Linked DNA regions of Aedes aegypti: region 1 is linked to region 2. Evidence: chromatin contacts called from public Hi-C data. All regions are on one chromosome and are shown on one strand. The core of a region is the stretch at or near the end of the contact, and the rest is flanking DNA. Distances in the headings are between cores, read along the strand shown. Region 1 holds the start of LOC5564813 (segmentation polarity homeobox protein engrailed). Region 2 holds the start of LOC110677033 (homeobox protein invected).

Evidence for each region. A called contact is a pair of places that touch in the nucleus more often than the background predicts.
Region 1: a contact with region 2 is called in a Hi-C map of whole pupa, with 8 times the contacts expected there. The contact joins the promoter of LOC5564813 here to the promoter of LOC110677033 in region 2. A contact is called at or near these places in 2 of 2 Hi-C or Micro-C datasets (whole body and whole pupa).

What each region holds. Positions count from the first base shown.
Region 1 is chr2:423,638,616-423,641,390 of AaegL5.0, forward strand. It overlaps LOC5564813 (segmentation polarity homeobox protein engrailed), which reads right to left and starts at 1,369. Exons shown (of 3, transcript XM_001649112.2): 1 at 1-1,369. The coding sequence starts at 797.
Region 2 is chr2:423,055,441-423,058,359 of AaegL5.0, forward strand. It overlaps LOC110677033 (homeobox protein invected), which reads left to right and starts at 1,561. Exons shown (of 4, transcript XM_021847510.1): 1 at 1,561-2,919. The coding sequence starts at 2,068.

The sequences.
Region 1 (2,775 bases), core at 119-2,618, 580 kb after region 2:
AGGGAACCTAGTGGAGGCATGGCATGCGGATGGCCGATGGAGGCTGCTGCCGCTGCCTTGACCTGACTCTCCAGCAGTTTGGCCTGGAACTTCCGATGGCTGTTGATAATCTCTTCGTGGAGTTTTGGATAGCTGGTGGCGCTGAAGCCGTTCAGGAGAGCAGCTCTTGGGTCTATGCTAGGGATGGTCTTAGTGCTAAAGTCGTACAGCGTAGGGATCCGCGGGTGGTAGTGGTTGTTGTTGAACATTAGCATACTGGCGGCAGGGTTTGGAGTTTGCGGTTCATAGCAAGTCGAGTCCTGAGATTCGCTATCCGTGTGGTACGGGTTATGACTGCTGCTTCCATTGCTGGAGCATAATCTTGGGGATTTGCTGATTTCGTACGGACGGAAGAGGCTATCTCTCCGGTGGTGCAGAGATGGGCCATTTGGGCTGTTGGAGTCCGAACTGCAGGGAGGGCTTGCCATAGGGCTCGGGGGCTGTTGAGTGGCGATGGGAACCACTGGGGTCTTTCCAAAGGTATCGCTCAGGATGTTGGAGATCGAGAAGGTGATGCTGGGCTGCTGGGGTGGCGGTGGAGCAATCTGATCTGTGACCTCCTGCTTAATGTGCATCGGAGGAATTGGTACCAGTGGCGACATCTCCCCGGCACTAGGCGAAACTCGCATGGTCCCCGTTGCGGTCGGACTCATCATCGTTGCGGTTGCGGAGTGAACCGGACTCTGGCTGTGGTGATGATGGTGATGGTGTGGCGGACTTGGAGCACTCTGTGGACTGCAACGGTCTTCCAATGCCATGCTTGATGGTCTTCCAAATGTTTTCTCTAAAACTGAACACTTCACTTAAAAGATGTTCTAAATTGTTTTGCACAAAAATCTTTCTTCGATTTCACTAGGAGAATTTTCTCCGATAATTTTTCAAACCTCTATCAATCGTCACTTGAGGGCTCGTCATTCGCAAACCAACACTTTACACTTCACACTCGAGCGAGCACCGAACGTCAAACCGAGAGCTGTACGAGCTCATGTGCTTCCATGAGGACCGACACCAACGAAGTGTAACGGAGGGTGTAAGGCGTCTGAGAAAAAATCACTACCCTCCAAGGGGTAAAACAAACACGCGTCCGGCCGATTTCGACAGCAAATTGAATGATGGAATCTCTCCAGGCTAGGCCACACAACACAATTAACGAACGACAAGATCCAAGCACCGAAGAAAGAATGCGAAGAACCGATGATCCGAAGATCGCGCGCGTGGTCCAAGAGAGCGAGCTCTTCTATCCTCTATTATAAATTGTGATGTGACATAGTCAAATGTCACCTGTGATCTGAGCCTCTGTGACTGACAGCTGAGTGAGAGCTCAACCAAACTGACTGGTTTGTTTTTTGCTGCGGCTGCTGATTCTCCTGGTGTCTCTATTAACTCTCAGTCCATCCCGTTCCTGCATCCATCTCCATGTAGCTCCGTGCTCTTTCAATCCTCAGGCCCTAATCAAGACGATCAGTTTACACAACGCACACCATCGCACCCTTGATTGAATCAAAACAGGCAAAAAAGAGACCTGCTTATGTCACAATCGCGAGAGCAAACGAGACCGAGCGCAAATAAATTCATCAACACAAACATATATCCTCGCTAATTGACCTGCGTCTGTATTGGTTGCATCGCTCCCGCAGTAGGCGTGTCTTCCTCGACACGCCCGTACGAACACAGTGCAATGGAGGAATCTCAGAGAATTAACTTGTTCCATCGCACCAACACCACCGTCCGTCACCCATTGTATGCGGTTTTGTTTCTCTTTTCCCTCCACACTTTCGCTTTGTGTCGGCCGTCGTCGTCGCGAGAGTGATGTGCGGTCACCGAATGCACCTTCCATACAACTTTATTATTCAATTGAGATTCTCTCCCTCTCTCGCCGATCACCGCGCAATTGCCTCACACGCTCGCGAAACCCCACCCCTATCCCTTATTGAAGCGAACTGAATATTGGAAGCAAGGATGGCTCGTTCTCAAAATGCACACCGGGGAAGACCACCCATGTCGAGGGCGACGCAACGCAACTCAACGAAACCCCGCTCCAAATCGAGATGTTATTTGTATAATTGTATAATTTCAAAATTAACTACTCGATGTAAATATAAACGCGACTGACGGAGTTCGGACTGCGGTAGGTCGACCACATTTTACTTTATACATTCAATTAAGCCCGGGAAAAGAGAGAGCGTGAGGGAGCGACGCGACCGACACAAACAATCAAGCAACCTGTCAAAAACTAATCACATATCTGGGAGCACGATGCATGCACTCAGCCAAACATTCAACCAAAGTTCCAGCGTAAAAATCTGATTAAGCTGTCATTGGCCGTCGAGCTCGAGCCGGTCCTCAATCGAATCTTGAAACTGTTTAAAAAAAAATATAAGCGCTATCGCCGAGGATGGATGATTGTCGGCTGATGCCGGCGGTCGTCAATTCATTAAATCATTATCTACATATATGCTAATTATATGAGGGAGTGTATGCGTGTGTGTGATAGAAGGACTAGTGGCAAACTTGCGCTCGCCGCCAGCAAAATGATCAATTAACTGATGGTTGTTTCTTTAGGCCATTTCGTCAATTTTTTACACGACACTTCAGTCGACTAATGGGACTTTGAATAGGAATGGGGAAAAGCGCGTTTGTCAAACTCGGAGAAACGTCGGTCTATTTGCTGTGATCTTCAGTTTTCGTGGGTTCCGAATTGTATTCATCGAAAATAGAAAATAAAATGCTGGATTG
Region 2 (2,919 bases), core at 311-2,810:
TCCATCGCAATTATAGGCAAGTCTTCATAAATCAATACCTGGAATCAGCTCGTTTTGGAGATAAAAGGCTCAATACCTTTGGTAGTTTTTTTTTTCTGAAGACTTAGGATCATATGTTTTATGTATTAAATTTCTTAAAAAAATCTCTACTGAAATATTTAGGTTTGGTCCATTTTGGAATACTGAAAGTATTTCAACAGCTTTGGATATTTTTCAGCTATGTACTGACTTACACCATTTTTATTTTTACGATTTAACATATTTCATTCAACACTGGAACTAGGAAAACGTATTTATCACTCAAACGCAAATTGATCCATCGCTATTCGAATTGCACACCACGGTAGAAAAGTGATAATCAGTTGCAAGGTTTACACAACGAATCGATTTGTTTGCTTTTACGTAGAAATCGTTCGCAGAACAGCGCTGTTTAAATCGTGATTCCAAACATCGAACAATCGGTTGAGAAAATTTAGCGAAATACACTCAAAATTGAATCGTGAAAACCAGTCCTTGTTCGGGCGGTCACTTCTTTTTCCACTTTTTATACACATCAAATCTTTTATCATAATCATCATCATCGTGATCATCGGCAGCACCATCAAGCAATTTAAAACGTTAGTGTGCTGAGGGAATGGAGAGAAACGTGAAACATTTATTCAACCTTACATGCGGAGCAGAGACAGAGCCCAGGAGAATGAAAGCGGCGCGCAAAGTGGTTCTTCAACACGATAAAACCTCCAACCGTTGTTAAACTCTTTCCACCCCTCAGTTCAGGATTCCCGAGACACCAAGAAAATCACATCACATCGTTTTAGCCAACAACGAGCAGCTCCAAAGCAGAAGGGAGCAGCAGCAAAAGGGAGAACAACCATATAACATAAATGCTTCATAATGTTTGAATAAACAGAGAAACATTTTCATTTCGCCCGTTCCTCTTTGCTCCCTGGGCAGTGATTCACATGAAAGCTTCATCGCTTTTAGCCAGTTGTTCGGTTGTGTGGTGGTGCAATTGGAATCCAAATCCAACTAGAATGTCCCAAAATGGTCAAGGGAAGACCAGAGACGCAGGGAAGCTTATTACATTCCCAGTCCAGCTTTTCTTCAGTGATTCTTCCGAAGCAGTGAAAGAGCGAGAAAGCGTGAAAGCAGGAGAGCGAGAACTAATTGCATATGTATTTATGCTTATCGTGCACTTTGTTTTATGACGGAAAAATGCCAAGATTGTGCGCCTTGTTTCACCCTTTCCACGCTTATTCGGGTGTCATGAATGTGTGAGTATGCTCCATAATGAAATCATTCGTTGATGGGGTGCGAGAGCGCGATATTCAACGATGTATGCTGCTTTTATTCTCTTTTGTTTCCCTTTTCCCTCTGATCTACTCTCTCCAGAGCGAAGCTACAATCAACAGAAGTAGATCCCACGCACACCTGCGAGCGAACGGAGTAGGCCAATGAGAAGTAAGCCACGCCCCTTGGGATCCCCACGGCAGCATGTTGCTTATCCGCTCTCACACTACGGTGCAACGCCTACCACTTGAGAACGTTTGTTGGGGCCTCAGTTGGTGAACGTATACCGTGATGGAACGACCGTTTTCGCTGTCGCTATTTACAGTCAAGTGTTGCCGGTTTTATTAGCGCTTGTAACCCCTGCTTCCCCTCGTCTGGCATCCCGTTCCTGTGACGGAGCGTTCGGTTCTACGGGGGTCGGAAGTGTAGTGTGCGTGAATCTGTATGCAAGGGGGTGAAATAGTAACAGGGGCGATAATAACGATTTTTTTTAACTCGGTCGGAAAAGGTTGCACACCTTTTCCCTCTGGTCTCGTCTTTCGTCGGTGAGATCCGCGAATACAGCGTTGTTGTGTGACACACGGTGCGAATTTAATTACTGATAATCCTTACTGGTCGCAATTGTTCTGTAACAGGGCCGCCGATCGGACTGATTTCTCTAATCCTGTTGGAAGACTTTGCGTAGGTGTCGTGTACGAGTTCCAATTGGACAGCTGTAAAAGCTAGTGAAGCACCAGTGCAATATCTAAACGGTAGCGACGGCTGCAATGCATTAAAATGGCTACAATTATGTCACACAATTTGCCGTTGATTCCGTTGCCGCTGAAGGCTACAACGGCGGCGGCTTTAGCGAAGACCACCGCTGGGTTGATGATGTCCGGTTTGCTTGGGAAACATCCGGGTGAAGATGTGTACGGAAACGGAACAATCGGAATGCCGACGGATCGTAGCAGCCCAGATGTGGCTAGTAGCGAGGCACGATCAAGCCCAGAATCGCTGATGATGGTGCAGCAGAAGGGACGTGAAGATGATCGTATGAGCTGCTGCAGTGAAGATAGTGAACTTTCAGTAGGTCAGGAAGGACTGGAAGAAAGCGATAAAACTATGAACAGTGATGAAAAACTTAGTGTAATAAGTGTGAATTCCCGAATGGGAGCAGTGGACGTTGAAAAACTTATCGAGAGGCATAATGTAGAAATGGGTGATGAAATGAGTAATGATTCTTCGCGGTATTCGAGTTCCAAGGATCCGTCGGAGGATTACATGAAGATTCCACTGATGCGACCAAGCCCAACGCGATTGCATGAAGAGTTCCTGAGAAATTCTCAACTGTATGCTGAAGAGCTGATGCGGCAACAGATGCAGATTGTCGCTGCTGCGAGAGGTCTCAATTTAAGCCCAAAACCTTTGGACCCTGGCCTCGGACTGGTCACCCGAATGCAAGACAATCGTAGTCCCGGTAGGGTTTCGCTTACAGATGAACAGAAAATTGGCTTCCGGCCACATATACGAGGTATCGGTGAAATTTATCACGATCGCCACCGATGGTCTGACGAACGAAGCGTTCAATCTCCGCCAGAGACAACGTCGTTCCGAGGCATTCATTCACATTTGAGCGCCATCTCACAA